2 separate regions of the Macaca mulatta genome follow, and region 1 is linked to region 2. A link is a contact called in public Hi-C data. All regions are on one chromosome and are shown on one strand. The core of a region is the stretch at or near the end of the contact, and the rest is flanking DNA. Distances in the headings are between cores, read along the strand shown. Region 1 holds the start of PRKCE (protein kinase C epsilon). Region 2 overlaps PRKCE (protein kinase C epsilon).

Evidence for each region. Hi-C and Micro-C count contacts between places; a contact is called where the count stands out from the background.
Region 1: a Hi-C map of fetal cortical plate shows a contact between it and region 2, with 2.8 times the contacts expected there. The contact joins the promoter of PRKCE here to the enhancer-like site in region 2. A contact is called at or near these places in 7 of 14 Hi-C or Micro-C datasets (blood, cortical neurons, fetal cortex germinal zone and 4 more).

The regions. Positions count from the first base shown.
Region 1 is chr13:79,192,234-79,199,246 of T2T-MMU8v2.0, reverse strand. It overlaps PRKCE (protein kinase C epsilon), which reads left to right and starts at 4,933. Exons shown (of 15, transcript NM_001257741.1): 1 at 4,933-5,386. The coding sequence starts at 5,039.
Region 2 is chr13:78,915,357-78,922,418 of T2T-MMU8v2.0, reverse strand. The region is part of intron 2 of PRKCE (protein kinase C epsilon); the gene reads left to right. Among named protein-coding and RNA genes, the nearest start is that of PRKCE, 280 kb to the left of the region's middle. Within about 2 kb of position 4,863, at least 9 of the 40 cell types and tissues checked have an H3K27ac peak or open chromatin away from gene starts, as enhancers often do. A contact at or near this core is called in fetal cortical plate, where this site is marked.

The sequences.
Region 1 (7,013 bases), core at 3,684-6,183, 280 kb before region 2:
GTTATGCTATTCTCCAAATGGCATCCTAGCAAGCAGGGATCATAGCCACAGGCCCTGAGGAAGAGAGGCACCAGCCCATCTCCTCCTGCATCCATCAGCAAGTTCGATGGGGCTGCCTCTGATCCCTCCACCTCTTTGCAAGTATTAAGTGAAGCTTTGCCTGAGTCACTGCAACAGAATACAGAGCAGAGATGGGGCCAAAATAAGACATGGCAGGGCAGACAAGAGCCTGCCACAGGAGCACAGGTGTGGGGCAGAGTTTGAAGTGGGGCTCAGGGTCGGGTGGGGAATAGGCTGGAGCAGGGCCAGCAGAGCTCTGGAAGGTTTCGGTGTCATTGTACTGCTGCGCGTTCCATCCCATGGCCCAGGTGGTTGGATTCTGTTCAGCGGAGCATGTGTGGAATGTATGATAGACCCTGACCAGGCAGACCTTTGCAGAAGCCCATTAACATTCTATAAATGGCAACAACCAGCACAGCAACAGGGACATGAATATTAACGCGCTAGTCTAAGGTTCTGGCTCCCCCTTCCCCGCTTCCTCCAGCTGATCTAAACAGTATCCACAGACAGTTTCAATTTTTGATTATACAGAGCGTAAATCATCTTCAGACTTGGATCTTCTCTTTCTCTAATACCCTGTTTTGAGGTGAGCCGTTTCTGGAGGAAAATTACAGAACAGAAAAATATTTATCCATCACAAAATCGCCTTTATAAAGCATTAACACTCGTTATGCTACTTGCCTGCTGGAACGTTCGGTGTCTCTCCAGGAAAAAGTTGAGACCCATCTGCAGGCCCTCTGAGGTCTTAACTATCAGGTTCCTACTTACTTCATCTCCTGTTACTCACTGCCACAAGTGGGGCACACCTGGCCACTTACCTGAAGTGCCATGGCTTTCCTACCTGTATACTTTATACTCTTTGCAGCCAGTAGCCTTCCCTTTCCTCTTTGCTGCTGGAAGAACTCCTGTTGGAAAGCCTAGACTCGGCTCAAAGGATTCTGCTGGTTGATGCCTTCCCAGGCTCCCCCGGCAAAGGGGTGATCCTTCCTCTGTGCCACTCCCATCCTTAGATCTACTGCAACCCTGATTGCCCTGTCCTGGGCACATTTGTTGTTCTATTCTTTTCTCATAAGCCTTAATTTTGAAAGGAGAAAGGCTCCATTTTGGTCATCTTTGTTAAATTATTGTATCATTTTCTTCCTTCTCACAAAGATTATGAAATAACTAGGCCACAGTTGGAATCCAAAGGACATTTTACTCAATGTATATGCTAACCATTGTCTTATCCTTTGGGATTGGAGACAGGGGCCGAGGGTAGGATAAAGCTGGCAATAATTTCTGATTGGAATTTTACCTTCTAAGCCCCCTCCTTGGGCTTTTCTTTTCACATGAAACCTGGAGCAGGGGGTGGAGACCTGCCTCTCCTTCAGGAAAACTTAAGAGTTTTCCCTTAGACAAGCTCACATCTGGCAGCTCCATGATGCCCCTGGGGAATACACATTTTCATTTGGCCAAGTTTGAGAGTAGGAAGGCGAGAGATTTATTTAGAAATAAGGAGGTAATAAGGGCAGAAAACTAGCAGTGTTTGCACACAGACTACTAGCATTCTCCCTTTTTATGTAAACATTAATCCAATACAAAACATGTATTTTGTTTGACAAAGTCTTTTATTACCCCTACTCCGAAGGAGTTGCTGTAATGGAAAGGAGACAAGCATTGGTTGCCCCTGAGAATTGCAGTCTGGTGATTTACACAGAGTAACAGTCTGCTGAGAGGCAGAGGCTGCCTTCCCATAACCTCACCCAAGATGCTAGGAAATGGTGCTGGAAGTTTGTAGGTTATTTGTTTAAAGATAGTCACTGAGATGGTAACAGACCCTATTTAATATATTTGGGGGCTGCGCATGGTGGCTCCTGCCTCTACAGGACTTACCCAAAGCAAGTAGTGAGAAGGTATGAAGCACCAATTAGTCAAGGATCCCTAACTCCATGAAATCCTAGACTTTCCAGACTTCCCAACAGGATCAGGACTAGGGTGAGGTGAGTGACGCACTCGGCTCAGGTACAAAATTTAACGGGTGCCAATAAACTCAGTAGTATAAATATTTTAGTGCAATATTTAAAATTTAAAATTTAAATTTTAATGTATTTAAAATTTAAAATTTAAATTTTAATGTTTTTAAAATTTAAAATGTGGATATTGTGTCCATTCTGGATTCTCACATTTTTATTTTTTAAAAATTGTACTAAAATCTTTATCTTGATTACGTTTATCTCACTCATCTCACTTTGGTGCTGGCTCTGCTTCCCAAATGCGTTTTCAGCCATATTTGCCACTGCCTTCCATCACACGCCCTGGAAAGGGGGAAAGAGGCTTCATGAGAATAGCAGGGTGGAAGGAAGAAGCAAAAGGGAAAAAAGTAATAATCAAAGAAATAAAAATTAAACAGCAGTGAGATACCTCTGCTTGTGCTTTGTCAAATGTACATATTTTAAGACATCCTACCTCCAGCTGGGGGAGTGGCAGGGTAAGACAACCATTGAAATCCTGGCTCTTTACATCGGAGCTACCTAGATCGTACGGAAGACTGAATCTTAGCACCATCTCTACCCAGCTGCCCTGTTCAACAGGGCAGGCTGCGAGAAATTACTGTATTAGGAAGCTCCAGAGCGGTTGCAGGCATAGAAGATGGCCGTGGGACTTTTCTGATCATTTTTGGGACCTGTTTGCTGCACTTGATATCCTGTTTTTCCAGAGGACTGCCTCCTTCCTCGCGTTTAAGCCTTTTTAAGCTTTTAAGCCACAGGCAATGATAACCTTTATCCACTGAGGAAAAAGTGATCGGGAGGCGCGTTTTAAATTTTGGTTTACACTAACCAGACCCGCCAGATGAACACTCAGCTTACCACAATACCTACAAATTCCCAGACTTGACTTGGCAGAAGGGCGAGGGCGGAGGTTTTCTTTCCCCACTTGCATAACCCCCAGCTCCCCGGCTGCGGAGCCGACCTCTTACCCGCCGCCGTCTTCGCGGGTGTCCCAGCCGGGCCGCGCCCCGGGGCCCCGCGCTCCGGGCCCTGCCCTCCCAGGTTCCCAGTCTTGGGCGCGGGGCAGTCCCTCACCGGCCGCCGGCCCCGTCCCGGCTCCCCGCCGAGGAAATTTTTCCCCAGCAGCCCAGGACTCGCCTCACGTGACCAGCCGCAGCGGCGGCTTCCAGCGAGAGTTTAAAGGTTACGGAGGAAATTAGCATGGACACAGCCACTCACTCCTCAGAGGGCGCGCCCCGTTTTCCCGCAGTCCTGACGGCGGCTGTCAGCGCGCTGATCAGAGCCGAAGTCCCCCAAAGGGGCACCGATAAGGCCCAGAGCAAATAGGAACAGTCACTTTGCAAAAAATAGAACACAAACCAAGCCGGGGCTCTACCGAGTTTTCGCTTGTCAACAAGTTCTTGCAGCCTGCGAAGTCCAGGACAGATCCCAAAGGGGAGAATGTCCCCAAAGAAAGGCAAGAGAGAAGAATAGAGTTTAAAACCTCACCAGAGCCATGCTTGTCCCTCCCTCTCCCCCCTCCCCCACCACCGTGGATCACAGCGTCCCGGGACAGAGTGACAGATGGGCCAGAACTCCGCAAGCTGCTCCTGCCAGCCGCCGCCCGAGTGGCGGTGGTCAGGGCGAGGGTCCCGAGGCCTCTGGGGCAACAGGGCTCCCTCCACTCCCCCATCCCCGGCTCTAAAAGACAGTGTTGACCGCAGGGTCCCCGAGAGATGCGCGGCCCGGCGGGGCCCATCCGTGGCCATCCACGGCCCCCGGCACGCGCACCCAGCCCAGCGCCGCCGCTCCCGCGGGTCCCGCGCGGGGTCCTCCCCAGGTTCCCCCGCCCGCCGCCGCGACCCCGGGCAGCCTCGCCCGCTCTCCACGGTTCTCTCTTCGGCTCACTTTTTCCGTATTGCTCCCCCAACCGGCAAAACTTTCTATTTCCCCAAACACTGCCGTGCGCGCGCGCGCGTGCACACACACTCACACACACACTCACACACACTGACGTCTTTTGCGCATTTCCTGCATTAGAGGGAGGGAGACTCGCTCGCACACCGACCGAGGGAGAGGAGACCGCGGGGGAGCGCGGGCTGGCGGGCGGCGAGCGAGCGGCAGCCGAGAGCTGGGACGCGGGGAGCGCGGCGGGCGGGCGCCGGCGCCCAGGAGGTGGGGCCGCGCTGAGTCGCAGTCCCGGCCCCGCCGCCGCGCTGCGCACCGCCGGGTGCTGGCCTGCGCCCCCGAGCCGGATCGGCGGCCGCCCGGACTCCGAGCCGGCGCGGATGTGAGATTCCGGGCTCCTGGCGCCTCCCGATCGCCGACTCCGGCGCGGCGCTGCTTCGCCCAGGAGGCGGCGGCCCCGGCTGGTCGTGGGGCTTGTGGATTTTTAAAAATTTGGCTCCGAGGGGGACCATTTCCTCTCGACATGCATCCCTCCGGATAAACTGAACATCCCTCCGTCCACCCCCCGCCCCGCGCGGCCAGAGGCAGGCGCTGAGTGTGCGAAGAGGATCCGGGTTGAAATCTGCGCCCCCGGTTCTCGTCCCCGCCCCGTCCCACCGCCCCATCCCCCTCCCGGAGTCGAAATTTCCCGGGATTATGTTTCGGAAAGGTAGGTAAACGCCGGGCGCGGCGCCCGCTTTCCCGCAGCCCGGAGTCGGAGAGCCAGCGAGGCGGCAAGGCAGCCCCTGCGGCTTGCAGCGGAGCCGACAGCTCGTCTTCTCTTCTGGAGGTGCAGCTGGTGGTCGCGGGGAGAGACTTGCTCCAAACACGGACATTCCCCAGCTCTCCCCCCTCCCTGTTTTCCGTTAGGAACCCGGCGAGGAAATACATGCACTGGCTGAGACTCGCCCGCGCCAGGGCGCAACGCCACAAGGTGTAGGGAGTGTGTGGGGTGGGGCGAAAGGGGACCCAGGAGTCCCTGTGGCTCGGAGCGGGCCGTCGGTTCTTCATTCCTGCCCTCGGGGCAGACGGAGTGACCCCGGCCCCCACTCCCCGCCCCGACCATGGTAGTGTTCAATGGCCTTCTTAAGATCAAAATCTGCGAGGCCGTGAGCTTGAAGCCCACAGCCTGGTCGCTGCGCCATGCGGTGGGACCCCGGCCGCAGACTTTCCTTCTCGACCCCTACATTGCTCTCAATGTGGACGACTCGCGCATTGGCCAAACGGCCACCAAGCAGAAGACCAACAGCCCGGCCTGGCACGACGAGTTCGTCACCGATGTGTGCAACGGGCGCAAGATCGAGCTGGCTGTCTTTCACGATGCCCCCATAGGCTACGACGACTTCGTGGCCAACTGCACCATCCAGTTTGAGGAGCTGCTGCAGAACGGGAGCCGCCACTTCGAGGACTGGGTGAGTTCGGCGCCTCCACGTCGGTCCGGGAACCCGGTTGTGGGGTCCCGGGGAAAGACTCGCTGGCCTTGATCGTAGGGGTCCGGGACTTATTGACGACTGGGGTGTGTGTGTGTGTCTGTAAATCTCAGTTTCCTTGAGGAGGTGCACTTCACTTCATAGCTGGGGAGAAACAGGCACTGGCGAGGAAGATGAGACTTGGAAAGAGGATGTGGCCCTCTGCCCCCTCTGTGCCCTCCAGATGGTGGGTGCTGCGGGAGGTTTGCAAACTGGGAGAGCCTGGGCCGCCGGTGCTGAAGGTTGGCCGAGGACCCGGCTTTCTTCCGCAGGCGCGTGGTGGGCTGGCTGTGTGTGATTGTGTGTGGGTGGGTCCCTCCGTCCTTGGAAAGGCACGTGGAGCCTTTGACTGAAGGCTTCTTGCACGTCCTGGCTTTGTCCTGCTTAGCCGAGCGAGGAGTTGCTTTATTTTTCCCTCCGAGAGGGAGCTGGCTTGTTTCTGTTCTCCTGCATGGTGGTTAGCTCATCTTCTGACATACGAGTAGAAAAAATGTGTTCTCCAGGATGTCTCCTCTACGGTCCCAGAAACATCAGTTGGGCTTGTTTTGTCCAATTCATTGCCCATCCATGCAGAATGAATGTTGCATTTTAAGAAGGGTTCTGCCTGTGGGTAATTGGAAGTCAGCGCTTTGAATCTTATTTAAAGTTATATTGTTTCTCTGTTTTGATTGTTAAGATACTGTGCAATAAAAGACGATTTCTAAGCCTGAGATTGAGTTGTTAATTGATTTCATTGTGAAACTATTAAGGATTTGGAAATAGGTCTTGTCTCAATCTACTATAAACCAAATGCATCCAACCTTGGCACTTGGACAAGCGAAGAGAAGGAAACCTTCGTTTTGCTTTTTGTATTTGTTTTTGGGTTTTTTTTTTTGGTTTTCTTTTGCTCTTCTTGGAAGGAAGGTATTAATTTAGGACATGGATTTTTGTGTTTTCAGGTTTGTTACATGTTTCCACCAAGAGCAAGTGCAAGCGTTCCTCTGGAGGTATATGCTTTCGGGGTTCTTTGGTCTACGGAAAAAGTGAGAGAGCTATCTAAGCCTCAAAAGTGGTGTAGAGCAATTGCTTTCTGTTGAAAACCAGATAACTTCATGAATGTCCTAGAGGTCAGAGGGTGCACATGAATCACCTTGGCATATCACCTTACACATTTTTTTCAAGGACACGGAGTTTTAGGGAAAAATAGGAGAGAGCCTGTTGTTTTTATGCTCATGGCTGTGATGTAGTCTGCCTGAAACCATGGTTACGGTTTCACAGGAAAGCTCCAACAAGCCACATGCGTAGAACTCTAGATTTGTGGTTTGCACTTTGGAAAGCAGGCAAACCTTTATGGAATCCTGAGAACTCCATGCCATTCTATTCTACTTCACAGATGTCCCTCATCTCTGCTTCCCTCAGCCCCCACAACAGAGCTCCCACTCATTCCCCATTTCCTTTCCATGCATGGCCTTTGGGCTCTTTCCTCATGGAGGCAGTGCATGTGAGAGGGGGAGTGGAAGGGCTAACTCATTTCAGAGGCAAACCTTGACACTGAAAACCTGTGATTTTGGAGTTGTTGTTTTTGGACAGG
Region 2 (7,062 bases), core at 3,614-6,113:
GTTACCCAGGCTGGATTGCAATGGCATGATCTTGGCTCCCTGCAACCTCCGCCTCCCAGGTTCAAGTGATTCTCCTGCCTCAGCCTCCCGAGTAGCTGGGATTGCAGGCACCACCACCACGCCCAGCTAACTTTTGTATTTTTAGTGGAGATGGGGTTTCACCATGTTGGCCAGGGTGGTCTCGAACTCCTGATCTCAGGTGATCCACCTGCCTCAGCCTCCCAGAGTGCTAGGATTACAGGCGTGAACCACTGCACCCGGCCAGGCATGCTGCATTTTTATCATCAATTACGTCAGTAAGCATTTACTGTGTACCTAAGATACATCCATCCGAGTAGTGAACCCAAGGGAAAATTCTGGAGCATAAGCTCGGGGAGCTCACAGGCTGGCCAAGGATCACCTAGACTGAGCTGACTTCTATTAGGACTCTTCTAAGACCTGTGATGTTGATGACAGAAGGCTGCTTTCAGTCATCATGGGCTGGGCAAACTCTGGCAGGCTTCCAGCAACAGTGGGACTTGAGCTAGGACTTAAAGGTTTTGCATAAGCAGATAAAATATTGGGGTAGTCATTCCTGGCCCAGGTCAGGGATGCCCTGAGGGTGGGGTTCGGTGGGGGAGGCAAGGCTAACTTCAGTGGGTGGAATCAGGTTGGGAGAATGCAGTGGGGCTGAATATTCGAAGCCTCAGTGCCACCCACTTTGGCTTGAGAATTTCTAGAATATCATGCCAGTTTTTTTCTACATCCCAGGAAATGGGGGACTTGCATCTCACAGACTTGTGAAGTATAAATAACTCAAATGTTGAGAAATGACAAAGTTGGCAAGCATGAATTTTCGGTCTGCTGCTCAGCGGCTGACTGCTGAGGGCTGCAATGATATGCAAGGGAACTTGGCTGGCTCATTTTGAATTTTCTTTTCTCCAGGGCCATGGCAAGAGGGATGTGGGGAGAAGGGGGATTCAGTGTTTTGTTTCAGGGCAACCACCATACATAACCACTGTCTTCAAAGAAAAAGCCTTTCACAAGTAGGTTTCCATTACACAGCAAGTCGAGGAGGAGCTGGTGAAATCAGTGAGTTAGGTGACTCACCCCATCCTCAGGATCTTTTGATATGGTGGTGGTGGTAATGGTTGTGATAGTGGTGATGAAGAGGAGGGGACATTGCACTGAACATAGTACTGACATATTACATAGCTCTTCATACAGGTCATCTTATTTGATCCTAAAGCAAAACTGTGAGGTAGGCAGACTGTTCTCTCCAGTTGAAAGTCAGAGGCTGAGAAGGATTTGTAAGCCAGTGCTTTTTTTTTTGTACATTATAAACTACTGTGTTTCTTGTTAACAACATTTTGTGACATGGACAGCCATGGCTAGAAGCGCTTAGACAGAGGGGCTCCTGTGGGCCAGAGGCACCAAAAACGATTTCTGGAAATAGAATTTGAGCTTAGAGGTTTGGGCTAAAAATAGGACACAGGATAGTAAGAAGTATAGAATGTGTGGTATACGCATGTGTGAGTGTGCACAAGACAGGATGGTGAGAAGTATAGTATGTGTATGGTGTACATGTATGAGCGTGCATGGGACACAGGATGGTGAGAAGTATAGAATGTGTATACATGCACGTGTGAGCGTGCATGGGACACAGGATGGTGAGAAGTATAGAATGTGTATATGTGCACGTGTGAGCATGCACAGGACACAGGATGGTGGGAAGTATAGAATGTGTATATGTGCATGCGTAAGTGTGCATAGGACACAGGATAGTAAGAGGTATAGAATGTGTATATGTGCATGTGTGAGCATGCACGGGACACAGGATGGTGAGAAGTATAGAATGTGTATATGTGCATGTGTGAGAATGCATAGCACACAGGATGGTGAGAAGTATAGAATGTGTATATGTGCACATGTGAACATGCACGGGACACAGGATGGTGGGAAGTATAGAATGTGTATATGTGCATGAGTGAGTGTGCATAGCACACAGGATAGTGAGAAGTATAGAATGTGTATATGTGCACATGTGAACATGCACGGGACACAGGATGGTGAGAAGTATAGAATGTGTATATGTGCACATGTGAACGTGCATGGGACACAGGATGGTGGGAAGTATAGAATGTGTATATGTGCATGTGTGAGCATGCATGGGACACAGGATGGTGGGAAGTATAGAATGTGTATATGTGCACATGTGAACATGCACGGGACACAGGATGGTGGGAAGTATAGAATGTGTATATGTGCATGTGTGAGTGTGCATAGCACACAGGATAGTGAGAAGTATAGAATGTGTATATGTGCACATGTGAACGTGCATGGGACACAGGATGGTGGGAAGTATAGAATGTGTATATGTGCATGCGTAAGTGTGCATAGGACACAGGATAGTAAGAGGTATAGAATGTGTATATGTGCACGTGTGAGCATGCATGGGACACAGGATGGTGGGAAGTATAGAATGTGTATATGTGCACATGTGAATGTGCATAGGACACAGGATGGTGAGAAGTATAGAATGTGTATATGTGCACGTGTGAGCATGCATGGGACACAGGATGGTGGGAAGTATAGAATGTGTATATGTGCATGTGTGAGTGTGCATAGGACACAGGATGGTTAGAAGTATAGAATGTGTATATGTGCACGTGTGAGCATGCACGGGACACAGGATGGTTAGAAGTATAGAATGTGTATATGTGCATGTGTGAGTGTGCATAGGACACAGGATGGTGAGAAGTATAGAATGTGTATATGTGCACATGTGAGCATGCACGGGACACAGGTTAGAAGTATAGAATGTGTATATGTGCATGAGTGAGTGTGCATAGGACACAGGATGGTGAGAAGTATAGAATGTGTTTATGTGCATGAGTGAGTGTGCATAGGACACAGGATGGTTAGAAGTATAGAATGTGTATAGTCCATGTGTGAGTGTGCATGGGGGGGTGTTGTCAGAGAAAAAGGAGGTGAAATTGTAAAGATATAATTTGCGAGTTAACAAATGTAGTTGGATTTTTCTGGGATTGGAACCTAGAGTAAGGAAGGAGACGAATATTCATTGACATCCCTCAATGTGCCAGGCTCTGTACTAAGCATTTTTATGTATGTCATCTAATTTAATCATCACAATCTTCCTGTGAAGTAGGTATTATCTCTGTTTTTTACAGCTGAAAACCAATGCATAAACAGAAGAGGTACCTCCCTCAATGTCTCATAATAAAGCCACGGGCATCCAGGTCTGCCTGAGTCCAAGGTCCGTAACTGCCTACCATGCCCCAGGACCAAACCTCTGGGCCAGTCTGTACTGCTGATCCAGAGATTATGCAGCCTGGCATATTATTTGATTCTGCAGCCCAGGCTAAGGAGAATTAGAGAAAGAGAGGATTTCGTCTCCAGAACTGTAAATCAGCAGGAAGTAAAATCTCTCTCATAGAGGCTGATACTCTCTCCTGCAGTGGATTTGAATATTTGTTTTCTCATTAAATAGATAAACACATAATTGCTAGCTGCTGATGTGTGCGGAGAAAAAAATATATCTTTATTTTTCCTTAGCTCTAGAATAACTTTTCCACAGTGACTTCAAATAGTCTTTGAGATACCCAAGGCTTTGTGCACATGTGTGCGTTTCTAAGTGACTGTAGCCTTCACTCATGGAGGCAGGAGAGGGTGGGAGGGCCTGGGTGGTACTGGAAGACCAAAGGTAAGTACCAAAGGTAAGTCCGTAGACTTACCTTTGATGAACCCAGGGCTGAGGAAGAGTATCTGGCTATATTGTATGTTCTTTTGGGCTCTAAGATAGTACCCCTAGCGCTAAACTCCTTGACTTTGAGGATGCCCTTTCTCCTCCCTCCAAGCTTTCCTAGGCTTTAGTTCTATAAGAAACTGGTTCTAGAAGAACTTATTCTGTGTTGTAATCTATGGAAAGAGGTGGCTGAGTCCCAGTGACCTCTACAAATTTTGCTTGTGGTATGTGACTATGGGTACAGTTCAGATTCAAAGCTATAATGCTTTACATTTGAATATAACTTGATACTTCTTTTTGAGATAGAATCTCCCTCTATTGCCCAGGCTGGAGTGCAGTGGCGCCATCTCAACTCACTGCAACCTCCGCCTCCCGGATTCAAGCAATTCTCATGCCTCAGCCTCCCGAGTAGCTGGGATTACAGGCGTGCATCACCATGCCCAGCTAATTTTTTGTATTTTTAGTAGAGATGGGATTTCGCCACGTTGCCCAGGCTGGTCTCTAACTCCTGAGCTCAGGCGATTCTGCCCATCTCGGCTTCCCAAAGTGCTAGGATTACAGGCGTGAGCCATTGTGCCCGGCCCATAACTTTATACTTCTCTGAACATACTGTTTCATTTTAGTCCTTCCACAACAATGTGTGTAAAAGTAATGGTAGATATTTTTAACATAAGGATGCCAAAGCATCTTTGCTAGAATGGCAAGAATTGAGACAGAGATGAGGTTAAGGCAAGCCTTCCTCAGACCTTCATGCTTTTTCCTGCCCCCCACTAATAGTATGGATGAACTTTTTTTTTTCCTAGAAAGGTCTGCAGTTCATGCATGTAATGTATGCACATAATCCATGCACAACCAGAATTAGACTATTCTGCAGGTGATGGAGCACCTGGAGCCTTTTGTACCCTGAGGCTGGGAGTCTGGGGGCCCCTCTGTCAGTGCTGAGCTCCACCTGTCTGAGTTGTGCTTATTGTAGGCGGGAGCAGCCTTTTCCTATTAGCTGTGCCACAGTTCAATTTGGAATTGTGCGTTCTTTCTTCTTTCCCCTTTTAGAAGGGATGGATTTAGCCTTGGCATGCCAAATACAAACCCTCACTTCATCTCGAGAGCTCTCTTCCCATCCACCCCTCCTCTGGCAGGCTATTTACAGACTTGTCATGATCTGCTCGTCATCCTACCACGCGGGTCAATCTACCAGTGAAATGAAAGGAAAGAAAGGCCCCAAGCCAACGGATTTGGGCAGATGAGCCTTATATAACACGTGCTAAAAATATGCAGCTAATTGGAATGGAAAAGGGAAAAATGAGTTGTGCTTTAGTCTTAATCTGAGACACGAAAGAGCGATAGCGGAGCCATTCCTCCCAGCGGAAGATGCCCATATATAAATAATTTTACTCTTGTGCGTACTCTCCATTTTGTGGCTTTTTAACCGTGTTTAATTCCCATTTATTCCCCACAGGACTGAGTTCAGGCAGCAGAAACCGAGACTAAGGGAGCATGAAAGAAAAGATGCAGGAAACCGTTGCCCCTTCAGGGTAGAAGGAGGCAGTGTCTAGGTGGGTGGCTGGGTGTTAAGATGCTAATTAAGCTCCCACTCTTGATTTCTTCCAAAGCTAAAAACTTAGAAAACTCATATTATCAAAGGTTCTTATTGCCCTGGAAATTGGTTACCATTGGGGATTTTTGTAAACATTGCAGGGAATACTGTCTTCTTCCTGTTCCATCCGCATCTTCCCCCCACCCCCCAGGACCTCACGTCATATAATTTTCTCTAATCCTTCTCTTCCATCTTTCATACTTTTATTGTGTTTTCTTCCTCTACCTATGATATGCTCAATCCTCCCTTTTAGTGCCATATTGTGGATGGTTCATGTTCAGTGTCTACATTTCCTGTAGAGAATGAGCATCTCGAGGGCAGGGCCTTGGCCTAACCCACTGTCAAATTTCTCTAACGCCCAGCATAGTCCCTGGGCCAAGATGGCACCAAATATATGCTTATAGAGTACATGAATCTTTCAGTGAATCAATGAATGGACAAACCAAAGGTGGCATATTGTGGTTTCTGAAAATATAGTGTGAGAAATGAACCCTGCTCTCATTATTCAAATCTGATGTTGGTTTCCTTTGGCAGTCAGATGACGCCTCCATCCATCTCAGTCACCTGATTACTGTTCTGTGCGACACCCCACAAATGAGGACATGAGCATTCTAAAGATAGCAGAACAAGATGTCATGGAGTGAATTAGAAATAGAGGAAGGCTAACTTTGGTGTTTGGAAAGCACATGGATTAGAGTATCACAGGTTGATAAGTGATTAAGAGATGGCCTGTTACTACTTACCAGTTTAAAAATGAAGAAGTCCTAGGGAGTTCAGAAAACTTGACCACAATTATAATTAGCTAGTGGCAGATCCAGGAAAGTGCCTGGTGGCTCATGTTGGATGCTTAATAAATCTTACAAACATAAAGCATGTCTCCAGAATCAGGCCCTGCCCAGTCACCACCATGCCTCCCACTGGTGGGGGAGGAAGCTTCACACATACACAGGCAAATCCAAGGAGGGCTGTGGGTGTCCACCTTCCAACTGGAATGCCTGTCCTTTGTCTGTGGAGGGCATGACAGCTGCAGTTACTCATAATGAACTCTGCTGCCTCCTGACTGGGAACAGATCACCATCGCTTGCATGATTTATTGCACCTAGAATCCACTTAATGCATCTGTTGTTTGTTTGACATTGCAGCCATACATCTGAGTCAGACTTAAGGGATTCCAGGTGTCAGATCAGAAAGGCTTGATGTGCAGTCCCTCTAAGAGTTGGCTTTAGGAAGTTTCGAGGAGATGAGAAGCAGGGAGAAGTAGTCAGATTCTTCTCTGCTCAGGGTCAGATTGTATACCGGGTTTAGGAGAAGGTAACTTACCCTACTGGTGTGGCGCTGCTGGGGACATAATCGTGTCTCTGATCCTCATTTTCTCCTATAATTTATTTCATCCTTGTACCAACTCTATAAGGTCACTACTGTCCCCATTTTCAGGTTGCAAAGCAGAGGCCAATAACATTACGTGACTTGCCCAGGATCCGTCATGCTTCAAAGTCTAAGTTCTTTGTTTAAGATTGCCTCTGGATTGATATTTTAGTATTTCTGTTAAGTCCTTGCACTCTGATAACACATTTAATTTATTGTTCTGTAATTCTGGTATTATGGTGTATTGTTATTAAACAAATGGTTTCGTGATTTATGACATGCCTGGCTCTGTGCTTAATGCCGTGATTTATGCTAGAGAAACCATCCCAGAGTCCCTGCTTTCAGGGAGCTTAGAGTT